2 separate regions of the Zea mays genome follow, and region 1 is linked to region 2. Evidence: chromatin contacts called from public Hi-C data. All regions are on one chromosome and are shown on one strand. The core of a region is the stretch at or near the end of the contact, and the rest is flanking DNA. Distances in the headings are between cores, read along the strand shown.

Evidence for each region. A called contact is a pair of places that touch in the nucleus more often than the background predicts.
Region 1: a Hi-C map of tassel shows a contact between it and region 2, with 2.0 times the contacts expected there. The contact joins the promoter of LOC100216792 here to the promoter of LOC100381915 in region 2. A contact is called at or near these places in 2 of 25 Hi-C or Micro-C datasets (ear and tassel).

The regions. Positions count from the first base shown.
Region 1 is chr5:12,862,467-12,869,591 of Zm-B73-REFERENCE-NAM-5.0, reverse strand. It overlaps LOC100216792 (Ethylene-insensitive protein 2), which reads left to right and starts at 4,332. Exons shown (of 8, transcript NM_001359500.1): 1 at 4,332-4,542; 2 at 4,734-4,788; 3 at 4,940-5,570; 4 at 6,511-6,597; 5 at 6,764-6,877; 6 at 6,977-7,125. The coding sequence starts at 5,319. lox5 (linoleate 9S-lipoxygenase5) reads left to right here. Exons shown (of 9, transcript NM_001112505.1): 2 at 266-555; 3 at 1,066-1,309; 4 at 1,401-1,745; 5 at 1,858-1,964; 6 at 2,073-2,180; 7 at 2,273-2,580; 8 at 2,693-2,956; 9 at 3,046-4,031. The coding sequence ends at 3,832.
Region 2 is chr5:12,551,407-12,558,472 of Zm-B73-REFERENCE-NAM-5.0, reverse strand. LOC100381915 (putative oxysterol binding domain family protein) reads left to right here and starts at 1,953. Exons shown (of 3, transcript NM_001174692.1): 1 at 1,953-2,593; 2 at 2,683-3,048; 3 at 3,128-3,417. The coding sequence starts at 2,078. The coding sequence ends at 3,178.

The DNA.
Region 1 (7,125 bases), core at 3,083-5,582, 310 kb before region 2:
TGTTGTGTGTGGGTGGTGTGGCATTCTGAATCTCGAACGCGACTGCGGTTTCATGTTCGCTATCGCTTCCACGGCAACGCTCCAGCTAGCGTCATCTGATTGCATGCAGGCGTTTAGGACCCGGCCGGCCGTACTGTAATCTCCGCTGAAATGTCGTATAGTAAACCTTGTTTATTAGTACTATTTTTGTGTGTGTGTGTGTGGAGCTAATAATGTGCTTAAACGAAACCTCGCCGTCATGCTGTCATGGGTTGGTGGATCCCAGGCAACGGGGGCCGTGGCAAGGTGGGGAAGGCGGCGCACCTGGAGGAGGCGGTGGTGTCGCTCAAGTCCACGGCGGACGGGGAGACCGTGTACCGGGTGAGCTTCGAGTGGGACGAGTCGCAGGGCATCCCGGGCGCCGTCCTGGTCAGGAACCTGCAGCACGCCGAGTTCTTCCTCAAGACGCTCACCCTCGAGGGCGTCCCAGGCAAGGGCACCGTCGTCTTCGTCGCCAACTCGTGGGTCTACCCGCACAAGCTCTACTCCCAGGAACGCATCTTCTTCGCCAACGACGTGAGTATTAATCTTTCTGATGCATGTCACGATTTTTTTTTTTGAAAAGCGACCAGCAGGAGGAGATCTACCGGGCATATATTAACAGAGAAGGAGTTTTAAAAAACTAATTACAAAAATTGAGGTTACTTTTTTTTTTGCTGCTAGAAGCAAAAATATGGACAAGACAAGGACAATCATTGCTATATGTATCTGTATACTCCTACACAACACGTACTACCAAACAACCGCATCCACACACTCATCACTTCGTATTATTGTTAGGGCTCTCTACTGCATTTACGTAGCATATGACTAAATTAACGCAAAGTAGTGCTGCTTAATTAGGTTTGTGGAAAGGATCCATCAGGGCATATTCATTATGCTCGTTTGTTGACCCAGAAGGCCAGAACTGGTTGATCCATCACGGCATATTCATCCTACGTTTTACTTCTGCCAGCACTATATTACTCCGTGGCTATATATAGAAAAAAACAGGCCAGTCTCACTCTAATCCTGTGTTGCTTGCAGACCTATCTGCCGAGCAAAATGCCGGCGGCGTTGGTGCCTTATCGGCAAGATGAGCTCAAGATTCTCCGTGGCGACGATAATCCTGGACCATACCAGGAGCATGATCGCGTCTACCGTTACGACTACTACAATGACCTTGGTGATCCCGACAAGGGCGAAGAGCACGCTCGGCCGATCCTCGGTGGCAGCCAAGAACACCCGTATCCCCGTCGCTGCAGAACTGGCCGGCACCCAACAAAGAAAGGTACTAGCTCAAGTCAGCTAGTGCTAGTCCATACCATACAGGATGCCAGAAATTTGGCTGAAATCCTTGCTGAGTTAACCTTTTTACGCAGACCCAAATTCGGAGAGCAGGCTTTTCCTGCTGAACCTGAACATCTACGTCCCGCGTGACGAACGCTTTGGGCATCTCAAGATGTCGGACTTCCTTGGGTACTCGCTGAAGACGATCATCGAGGCTGTTCTTCCAACACTGGGGACTTTCGTCGATGACACGCCCAAGGAGTTCGATTCGTTTGAGGATATCCTCGGGCTCTACGAGCTGGGCCCAGAGGCACCCAACAACCCACTGATAGCAGAGATCAGGAAGAAGATCCCCAGCGAGTTCCTTCGAAGCATTCTGCCGAACGGTAGCCATGACCACCCGCTAAAGATGCCCCTTCCAAATGTCATCAAATCAGGTAAACCCAAATTTCTTTTTTTTTTGGAATCTTTCTATGTTAAACGGCCGGTGCCTGAACTAGAAAAAAATTTACCATGGCTAAGGCTGAATCTTGGTTGGTATAAAACCAGATGTGTTGAAAAAGGCTCCGGAGTTTAAGTTTGGCTGGAGGACTGACGAAGAGTTCGCGAGAGAGACACTTGCAGGCGTGAACCCAGTAATCATCAAACGTCTGACGGTTAGCGTTCTTGCATCATTTGGATCGGCAAAAATACACCTTGCCCCATATATTAACTGAGTACAGAGCCTTAAAGGCCTTTTTTTATATATATATTTCGTATCTCAGGAGTTCCCCGCTAAAAGCACCCTGGACCCAAGGCAGTACGGAGACCACACCAGCAAGATCACTGAAGCTCACATCCGGCATAACATGGGAGGCCTGTCGGTGCAGAACGTATGCTGGACTGCATGAACGCACGCACGTACAACCGAAAGCCGCTTAAAACCATCGACTGATCTGATTTCCGCGTAACGAACCCTGTGCAGGCACTGAGGAACAAGAGGCTCTTCATCCTAGACCACCATGACCATTTCATGCCGTACCTCGACGAGATCAACGAGCTGGAGGGGAACTTCATCTACGCCAGCAGGACCCTACTGTTCCTGAAGGACGATGGCACGCTGAAGCCCCTGGCCATCGAGCTGAGCCTGCCCCACCCTGACGGCCAGCAGCGCGGCGCGGTCAGCAAGGTGTACACCCCGGCTCACACCGGCGTCGAGGGCCACGTCTGGCAGCTCGCCAAGGCTTATGCCTGCGTAAACGACTCTGCCTGGCATCAGCTGATCAGCCACTGGTATAAGAAATGTTTCTGGTGCCTTTTTCTCTTTTTTTTTCCTTTTAATTAATTAATGTACATAGATAACTGAAGCACTAATCTTAATTGTGTGGCTTGCATTGCATTGCAGGCTGAACACGCACGCGGTGATCGAGCCGTTCGTAATCGCGACAAACCGGCAGCTCAGCGTGGTGCATCCCGTGCACAAGCTGCTGAGCCCGCACTACCGTGACACGCTGAACATCAACGCCCTGGCACGCCAGACACTCATCAACGCCGGCGGCGTCTTCGAGCGCACCGTGTTCCCTGCAAAGTACGCGCTGGGGATGTCGGCAGACGTGTACAAGAGCTGGAATTTCAACGAGCAGGCTCTCCCAGCAGATCTCGTCAAGAGGTACGTAGACAATACACTGAGGTGAGCAGCACTAAACGCCTATAGAAAACTGTTCGGTTCTTGACGTGGTTGTGGTTGCGTGCGTTCAGAGGTGTGGCTGTGCCGGACCAGTCAAGCCCATATGGTGTCCGACTGCTGATCAAGGACTACCCCTATGCCGTTGACGGGCTCGTCATCTGGTGGGCGATCGAGCGGTGGGTCAAGGAGTACCTGGACATCTACTACCCTAACGACGGCGAGCTCCAGCGTGACGTGGAGCTGCAGGCGTGGTGGAAGGAGGTGCGTGAGGAGGCGCACGGCGACCTCAAGGACCGAGACTGGTGGCCCAGGATGGACACCGTCCAGCAGCTGGCTAGGGCGTGCACGACCATCATCTGGGTGGCATCCGCGCTGCACGCGGCTGTCAACTTTGGGCAGTACCCATACGCCGGGTACCTCCCGAACCGGCCGACGGCCAGCCGGCGCCCGATGCCGGAGCCAGGCAGCCACGACTACAAGAAGCTGGGAGCGGGGCAGAAGGAGGCGGACATGGTGTTCATCCGCACCATCACCAGCCAGTTCCAGACCATCCTGGGCATCTCGCTCATCGAGATCCTCTCCAAGCACTCCTCCGACGAGGTGTACCTCGGCCAGCGTGACGAGCCTGATCGCTGGACGTCAGACGCCAAGGCGCTGGATGCGTTCAAAAGATTCGGGAGCCGGCTGGTGCAGATTGAGAATCGGATCAAGACGATGAACGACAGTCCGGACTTGAAGAACCGGAAGGGGCCTGTGGAAATGCCGTACATGCTGCTGTACCCCAACACGTCGGACGTTACCGGCGAGAAGGCCGAGGGGCTTACTGCCATGGGCATTCCCAACAGCATCTCCATATGAGCCTGGGCAGATTGTGTCTCGTAGTAAATTGTTGTGCTGCGCCGTGCGATGTGTTTCTTCATTGGTTTTGTCAGTCTCAGGGTAGGGGATGGAGATCATACCATGATCTTTGTAGGGTTGAGAGAGGAGTCCACGCTTGAATATTGTTGTCATGTATGTAATTCTTGGTTAATAATAAAGTTCGTCAGTTCATTTCTTAGCCTATCAGTCTCCAGCCAAAACTTATACTTCAAAAAAAAGTAATAGGCATTTGATTCCAATATGATAATAAAATAGGACTACTTTTTCCGTCCGTTCACGCATGTGAGTGTTGCCGGTTCCGAAGACGATGACACGGGTATTCGTTTTTGTCCCGGGCTTATTCCTTTATGCTGGATTGGTGGGTCGAAACGATTTCTAACCGGATTGCTTATCTAATTTGTATAAATTTTTATTAGCTCAAACGATTCCGGACGCAATCCAATACAAACGAACAAGCCGTCAGGTGTCATGGAGTACTGTACTCATGTGTACTGTATTCCTGATGCCGCCGCCCGCCGACTTTGGCGGTTTGCCGGCCCTGCGAATGCCACCGCTCTTCCTAGCTGGGGTCGTACACTCTCCACGCCTCCCACGTCTTACTGCTCACCGCCACCACCCCGCCGCCTCTATCTCGGTCTGCGACGCGTTGGCCCATCCCTGCTCCCCGCCATGGTCTCTCGCCCACCGAGGTATGTTCGAGGAGCAAATAAGATGAGGAGCCAGTTTTCTTCTTCCGTTCTTCTCTCGCATTAGCCAAGGAAGGCACCGTAGAAAGATCCCCAAAGCTTTCCAGAAATCCGCTTTCACGATCAGTAGGGCTCGCAGTTTTTTTTTCTTTCCTACAGCGCATTTCTCGGTCTTCACCTCGCTCCTGTTGTAGAGTTCTCGTGGCAGGGGAATTCCAAGCGGAAAAGGGGGGAATTCTGGAATAAAAGGTAACAGCTGAAAAAGGGGTTTGCCCCTTCGGAGGCATCCTTTATTTTTTATATAAGTTCTTTTGGGGTTTTATTACTACACTTTATTTGGAAGAGGATTCTGTCTGACTACTTGCTGCCTTCTATATGATATGTTCTGATCACGTTGCAGGTGGCTCGGTCTTAACTGTTGAGGTTTCAGTTGGGAGGAACTACGAAGACACCTCATCACTAGTTCATGGTTGCTTATACAGTGCTCTTATAATTTCCATAAGGGGCATACATGTTATCATCTTAGGCTCTTAGCCATAGTATGATAGCAGCCCACATCCCTGTAAGAATTATGTGGTGTAACTCTTTGTGAAGCAAGTTAAAGTCCACATCCCTTGGTTTTTACAGTGCTGTGGATGATCATCTTCTCTGAGGAGTGGCAATCGACTAATTGGATCGTAAAGAGAGTCAAGATGGCCTGAGTTTGGTTTACTGTTCGCTATTAAGCTTAGTGGTCTGGTGTCTTCCATACTTTCGCTGATTAACATTATTTCTGCACCATGAATAGTGTGCATAGTATAGAATCTCTGGCTGCTGGGGATGCTCAACATAAACTTTTCCAAACCCTTGGACCAACGCTCTTGATTTCGATGGCATATATTGACCTTGGAAAGTGGTTGGTAGCAGTGGATGCTGGATCTCGGTTCGGCTATGATCTTGTGCTACTGGTGCTGTTCTTCAATTTCTCAGCCATTTTATTCCAATATCTGTCAACGTGTATCGGCATGGTCACTGGGAAGAATCTTGCAGAGGTACGATTTACTGTGATCTTTCTTGTTCTTGCCGTTGCAGAGATAATTCGTGGAACTCTTGCCAGTCAATACAACCACTGTGCAGAGATCTCACTAATTTTAGTTGACATAGTAGTGCTTAGCATAACCTTGAAAATGTTGCGTTTCTTATGCAATTCATAACAATGATTTGGCATCTCATCTATGGTCTATGGACCTGGCACTTATCTTTGAGTAGACAAGGGCAGGCTTGGATTCTCAAGTTCTGAATGTTTGTCTCAGAATCTAAAAAGAAGCGTATCCCTTTCTGAGTGAAATATAATGTAACTTAGTTACTCTGTGCCTGTATTTACTTCTTACTGTTAAGATTATTTCTGGGTTGCTGGTGAGGACTTTAAAATATACAGTATTTTCTCACAATAACCTCGGTTTCATGGATATAATGACAGTACAGATAATAGGAAACTAAGGTATCATTTGTCTCTTATCTTTCAACAAGCAAACATGCATGTGTATTGCATTATCCGTTCCAATACATCTTGGAATCAGACTCTATACTTCGTTGGACATGCCCTATTTTAACTCAGTTACTCACATGTTGTGAGTTCGGGTCAAGGACGAGACAGTAAACTAATTTGGATTCTTATTCTAATTCATCACAACAGTAAACCAATTAGGATTCGTATCTCTAATTCATTACGTACTGCTACTCTCAGTAAAACCGGTTAGGAATTATGCTTGGGGAGTGGAGGGACAGACGGACCGGGGCATGAATGAAAATTACTTCTTTTAGTATTAGATGCAAATAAGAAACAAGGAGAACTGCCAACAATAAACTTTATAGCTTGGAGTTTAAGTTCTATCAATTTAGTGTTCTTTTCATTCTAAAGCCTTTTAAACTGTTTCCTGTGTAGTCTTTTGGAGATATCAACCTTATTCTGTACTTCTACATGACTGATAGATCTGCTGCCTGGAATACAGTAAGGTGATATGTGTTGTTCTTGGTCTCCAGGCATGGCTATCCTTATTGACCTCTGAATTGACAATGGTATGCCTACAAACTTAAGATTTTTTCGCTCTGTTGTGATTCATTCTGGGATGTTTATATAATCATGCTATGCATGCATTTATTTTTGGAGTACTCATTACTCCTTACCAGAGCATGCCGTAGTTCTCATCTTATAAGTGTAACACTTAACATTTGGCTACTTCAGATTGCAGGCATGGCAGTGGGGTTCAACCTTGTGTTTGAACATGACAATCTTATCACAGCCATATGTTTTGCAAGTGTTGTTGTTAATCTACTACCATACACACTCTCCCGACTGGTAAATCTATAAATCCCAAAATAACCCCATCATAAAATGATAACCTTCTTAAGTATTCGACCTTATGTAATTCTTGTTTCCTACTCATGCTCATTCTAGGATAAGGTGGCTGGGATATGTAATGCCTGTATAGCTGGATTTACACTTCTTTGTTTTGTGCTTGGTTTATTAATCAGTCACCCACATACCCCAGTCAATATGAATGCGATGTTTCCCAAGTTGAGTGGTGAAAGCGCTTATTCACTGAT
Region 2 (7,066 bases), core at 704-3,203:
ACCTTAGCCAAAATATGACACATTTAACCACGAACCAAACAGGCCCTAAAACTCCAAAAAAGTTAGCCCCACCCCCACCTAACAAGAGATTGAAATAGATTGAGATCTATTAAAGGGATTTAAATAAGACAAAGAACTAGTTTATATTACACCTCAACACACCCAAAGTAGACTTATTCTTGATGCCGAGTTGGGCGCCCACGGCCATGGGCCCTGGGACGGCGGGGCGGTACAGTACGAGATGCATGTGTTGGGTATGAGGCGTGTGTGTTGATGCGCGAAATAAATTACAGTGCGGGAAAGGAGAGAGTTGGTTTCAATAACGGTAAAAATTGATCGTAGCATGCATATCTGTTGATATCCACCAGCGGTCAGTTAATTAGAGAGACTAGGGAAGTTTTGGAAAGAAGGGTGGGAGACAATAACTTCTAGAGATGGAGCGTGTGAACTCAGAACATCTCCAACAACTTCCAATAATTCTAATCCAATTCTTAGTTTAGTAAAAAGTAGAAAACAACCATCCAACAGTTACTCGTGAAGACTCTCTATTCATTTGCACGTGAAAAACACTCCATTCGCTGCAGAAACACACGTTACTGTGTTTCCTCCCAATCCATGTACTTCACTTCCCCGCGCGATAATCTACATTCGCGTGCATCTCCTCCTCACGCCTCCTACTCGGCGCTGGTGCTCAGCCGGAGCTCGTTCAGGAAGCATGAGTACATGCGCAACCCCATGACCGAGCTCGACGAGGATGCTAACCACACTGTCAGGCCGCACAAGATAAACATAAGATAGAACAATAATTGAATTTTACTCCGGTTAGTGCAATTATATCGTACCGATACCACTCGCTCAAACTTTTGCTATGACTTTAGAAATCTAATGAGTCTGTCGTCACCGCGACGTTCAAGAAGGCTACGAGCGTGGAAAGGAGCCGATGACAGTGCCGAGCAGCTGCAGCGGGAAAGTTGGAATTATGTTTCTGTCTTCGCACGTGTGAATTGGGTGAGCCACAAATATGGACGACATTTTTTCTCATGGATCAGTCTCCAGTGTTATTAAGTTGTTTGCATCTACCTTGTTTCTAGAGCATTTTTTCTCTCACTATTGTTTTGATAGAACATTCTTCTGCTACCTGTACTGGAGCTCAAATCGACGACAATGAATTAAAAATGAACATGATAGTTGTTGTGAATTTGTAGTACTATGATGCGCCTCCGTTTCTTCATCAATCAGATTCCGAAGATGGTATTTTAGCTAGGTCAAGTGTAACTATAAATGCAAATTCTCTAAAAACAAATGGATTAATCAAAAATCAATTTTTTCTAGAGAACCAACAATTTGCTTGTACTCGTCAGTAAACATTGCTTCATTTTGTCAAAACAGGTTCAAAACACGGCTAAATACTTTTTCAGAACGAAAAGCAACAAGGTTACTCGCCAAATCGACACGACCAAATAATGTTCTGAACGAAAAGCAGCAAGGTTACTCACCAAATCGAGACAATGCCTCCCTGACCACTTGAGGGGTTTATGGTTATTAAGGCTAAAGTTTAATCTATGTCATATTAAATGTTTGAATATGAATTACGAGTATTAATTATATGTTTAATTAGACTTAATAAAATTATCGTCATTTAGTTTTCATCTACTCCCTCCTCCCACATGATTTAGTCATTCTCAATTTGTACTAAGTCAATTATTATAAAATTTTACTTTTGTATTGTGATATCTTATGAAACATCTAATATAACCGGTTAAAGTGGTTAATGATTGACTTAGAATAAATCTAAAACAACTAAATTGGATGGAGGGAGTAATTAATTTTGTAACTCGTTATTTAAACATTCGTGACAGTGATGAAGAAAAGCGACAACCAACCGTCATGCAAAGGCAAACATAGCTCCTGTAGTCCTGTTCACCACCCTTTTCGTTCTCGTCTTCCTGGCTCCCGGCGGCACCCACCCGTTCCCGGAGCAAAAATAAAACGATCCCAAAACACAAAAGAATCCGCCACCTCGCCGGCGACAGGGGCGACCTCGCGCGCCCCGGCCGGTGCTGACCCCGACTTCTCCATGCATCCATTCTGCTGCGCGCCTCTCGTGCCCGTATCGCCCGCGGCCTCTGCCGCCCCCGCTGCGTCCTCCGCTGTGGCGGGCACCCAGGCCGTGATGCCGCCACCGCAGCCCCCGCCGTTGCCGCCTCCGCCGCCTCGAAACAACTCCGCCACTGGCGGTGAGAGGCGCGCGCGCGCAGCGGGGGTCAGCGGTGGTGGAGGAGGCGATTCCTCGCCGCTCGAGGGGGTGAAGCTGAACGAGATCGTCGGCGGCGGCATCTCGGGAATCATGTACAAGTGGGTGAACTACGGGCGCGGGTGGAGGCCGCGCTGGTTCGCTCTCCACGAAGGCGTGCTCTCCTTCTACAAGATCCACGGGCCCGACCGCATCATCCTATCGCGCGAGACCGAGCGGGGCGCCAAGGTCATCGGCGAGGAGTCCCTCCGCCGCCTCAACCGCCCCTCCGCCTTCTCGCCGTCCCACTCCAACGGCCACCACCACCCTCGAAATCCCATCGGCGAAATCCACCTCAAGGTCCTCGGTTCTGGCCCTGTGCCTCCTTCGTGATCGCCAGATCCATTTCGTGTTCTGCCAGCTTGTTAACGCGACCCTTGCGTGTGTAGGTGTCAACCGTGAGGGAGAGCAGATCGGACGACAGGAGATTCTCCATCTTCTCGGGGACGAAGACGTTGCACCTGCGGGCGGAGACCAGGGAGGACAGAGCTGCGTGGCTCGAGGCGCTGCGGGTGACCAAGGACATGTTCCCGAGGATGTCCTCTAGCGAGATGGTCGGGCCAGGGGACACCGCTGCGGCAGTGGCCGTCTCAACCGAGCGCCTAAGGCAGCGGCTGCAGCAGGAAGGGGTCAGCGAGGCGGCCATTGCTGACAGCGAGAGGATCGTGCGAGAAGAATTCGAGGCTCTGCACAAGCAGCTTGTGCTCGCCAAGCAGAAGCATGCGCTCCTCTTGGAAACTCTTCGCCAGCTAGAGGTACTTCCATAATCTGTACCTGTGGATTCGAAAAGAATCTTGTTGTGCATGAAGTGGGAATAATTGCTTTTTAGTGCAGGGTGTGTCATGCACTCATGCTTGTGATATTCTGCATCTTGTACATGATTGAGTTCATTGAAGAAAAAAGTACGAAGCTACTGGTAAAAAATTGGTTTACAGAACGTGCTATTCTGCAGTAGATTGCATCCACTGACCATATTGTACCTGGAGATCTGAATGTTAGCTGTTACTCTGTGGATGGTGCTGTAAATTTTTCAATTCGTCTACTACCTTCCCTACGCTGTTGTTTTTGTCAATCGCCAAACGTACTTGGGCATTTGATAATGAATCTGCTACTGAAGCTAGCTTATGCTGTCTTGTCATCAACGAAGAAAATAACAAAGTAAAGTTTCAATTAATAGTTCTAGATGTTTGTTTTGGTTTTGTTTACCTGCCTCTTTGGTGATACCGAAGTTCTTTCGGGGGGTTATTTTCAGAACTTTTGTTTCTTGACTACAAACTGCTTTCTCATGTGTTTTGGTCCTTCTGGAGTACAAAAATGGTACCCTAGTTGCTTTAGCTACTCTACCCATCATTTGATATAATTCTCTTATTCCCTATTCCTGACATTTTCTTGGCTGTCTTTTTGTTGTTTTGATGGCAAATAACCAGAGTATGTTAACCTCTAGAGCAAGCTAATTGGTATTAGCCTATTAGGTATTCTGTCATGTCAGGCCTGATAAAAATGAGAGCATCTATTCAGTAACACATGTTTTCGGTTTAGTTTAGGTTAACTGGCATTTGGTTGCTGATGGTTTGAATTTAAATTAGGTTTTTATATTACAAGTTATGTTGATATTACTTAAACTACTAAGGTAGTGAATGTAGAAGAGAAAAGAATGGAATGGGTGCTTTTATATTAGCATATTAGTATAAATGACCAAGCATACTCTAACACTGCACAGAGCTTAGAAGGTAGTCGTGTAAATATATCTTTTATGTTCATGTGGGCCACTACTTCCATTTGTACATTGAGAGGTTTTAAATTTCCCTTCTCTTCCCTGCTCTCCATGTTCACTAATTTGTAAGATCTGCATATTGATGTTTACTGGGGGACTTGAACCTGTAAAATGTTTTAAATACTCTGATGATGTATTCTTGTGTTGCCTTGCTGAAGACAGAAAAGGTTGATTTGGAGAATACCCTTGTTGATGAGAGCCAAAGGCAGTCAAAAGAGTATGGATCTGCTTCTAAACCAAGGCATGAGAAGTATAGTGGTACGATAGTTGGTGGAATGGTTTGTCATGTCTTACTGTTACACTTGTTATTGAGATGCACTGTACCTTTGTGGGAAAAATCTGTTGATTATTCTGATGCATCCATGTTAATACGACACTAGAAAAGTTGCATGATGGAATACTACTCCGGTGTTGGATATTACCAGTTAATTTATTTTTCTAGTGTCATATACTGACAAAGTAGCTGTAAGCCAGCAGAATATTAGACAAATTGGTTGGCTATGGTTTGTAGATGATTGAGTAATAGCATTGCTGGTTTTGTTGACCACAAAGTTGCCAAGTTCTTGGTCTCCATGTGTAGCTATTATAAAATACTAGGAAATATAAAAAAGCAAACAAAAAGATTGCCCTTAGCTTTTATACACTACACTATTTTGGTGGTTATATGAACGAAGTTCTGTTGCTATCATCGGTAGAATCAAAACTGAGCTTAGTGATGGCAACATTTAGGTTAGGTTATTCATTCATGCAATCCCCTTTCCAATTTTCTATTTCCTCACAAGGATGCATTCTTCCAAGGTTTTTAAATCCAGTATGCTGGAATGATCGTATCTAAAATAGAACGTTTCATACAAAACAATGATGACAACATCCTTTTATGATTGCTGAATGTCATGGTTCTTGTATGTTAATCTATGCACCTTATTCACCCTTTTGTAAATCGACTTGGTGCATTGATTACGTACTTAATTGAATGTTGTGAAGTCTGTCTCTTACCAGAATTTTCTAGTGTACATGTTGTCTAGTTTCAAATATCTTTCATCTGATTTTTAAAATTTTAAATTAGCTTCAAACTTTTTTTCATCTGGATGTTCTATAGACTTTAAATTGAATACTTCCTCCATCCACAAAAGAATGAGGGAAACCCTAGACTAGAGATTCTAATACCCTTCACTACAATATAATACCTTAACAGGATGCAATTCTCACTTTTTGAGGAGTCAAAAGATTTGAAGTTTAACCAAGGTTATAGAAAAAAGTACTAACGTTTCTGATACAAAATAACTATCACTAAATTAATTATAAAATATATTTTTGTAGCAAACCTACTTGGAAATATAAATGTCAATACTATTCACTATAAACCTAATCAAAGTTAAGCTAGTTTGACTCGCACAAATCCCATAGTTGCATCCTTTTGTGGACGGAGGGAGTACATGCCAAGGTTTGATATCCTACCCAAATAGCCTTTTGATATAGAAGCAGTATCAAAGTAAACCACATTTGTCCCCTTAGGAAATAAATAGAGACTTGATTGATACCAATATATTACAAGACCACTTCAACTCATTTTCCTTCATACTTACCTGGTCTGATTTCAAGGTTATATGACAGCGTCCATACGCCACCCCACTTCCCAACCATAAGAAATTGCAACACATTCATTGTGTTTTAAACGGAGACCATCCTAGCACTTAGCATGTTCATCAATTGGGTCAAGGATGAGCCTCACCTTTGGTGTAGGGCTGGAGCCCGTGGATTATCTAACATCCTAGCTCTCCAGCATTCCAATCGGTGAACTCTGTTTTGGGTCCTCAAGGTCATGGGTCCACTTTTTCTCTTTGTAAAACTGTATCTAGATTAGGGCGTGTGGTTTTGTGTGGAGTTATATGATGTTTTCTTTTTACCTAACCTTTTTCCTTCTTAATATAAAGATACACAGCTCTCCTGCGTATTCGAAAAAAAAATTGCAACGACCTCTCCTTGCTGCAGCCACAACACACAACTTTCCTACCAACTACAAGCCCATATTTGAGCACTGCAGAAAACCGTTCTTGACCCTAATTTATCACATAATTTGCTGGCAATTGTGACCCCTCCTTACTAGAAAAGACAACAGTTCAGCATTTTTTGGATGAATTTCTTGAATGCGCATTTAGTTTGTTTTTTATTGCATAACATGGAATCTATCCATTTCAAGCTCTAGTTTCTGTGTACGAATTTGGTTTACTTTACCTGGCTTAATGAACTATTAGTTTCCTTATTCAGAAGGAAGTGCTAGCGAATCTGATGATTATAATGAACCACAAGATCCAGCTGAAGAGACTGACGATGAAGCAAATCTTTACTTTGATACAAGAGATTTTCTATCCTCAAGCTCTTTTAAAAGTAGTGGATCTGATTTCCAAAGGTCTGAAGCTGGTTCGGATGATGAAGATGATTATCCAATGGATGGAATTAATCCTTCTATGAAGTCTATCGGAGTTAGTTATGCATATGTAAGAAGACGGAACAGGCTGCCAGATCCAGTTGAGAAAGAAAAGGGTGTAAGTTTGTGGTCAATGATCAAGGACAACATAGGAAAGGATCTTACAAAAGTTTGTCTGCCTGTTTACTTCAATGAGCCACTCTCATCGCTACAAAAATGTTTTGAAGATCTTGAATATTCCTACCTTATTGATCGTGCATCCGAATGGGGGAAAAGGGTATTACTTCTTCCTCTCCCTGCTAGCACTTTTATTCATGCACAGATGTTATCTAATATGTTGAATGCAAGTAGGTATAAACACTTGGTTTTATACTTTTATTATATTTTTCATTGCACATCATATCACCACGAACTTGCAATTAATTCATACACTTGCTGTTACTCTATCCTGCCGTGTGGCAGACATCTGATATTAACTACATTAAGATAACATCGTTGTCTTCTTGGCTAGAGAAATGTAGGGGCTATATACTCTTTGTTCCATTTTGGTGTTACAACACCCCTTCATATG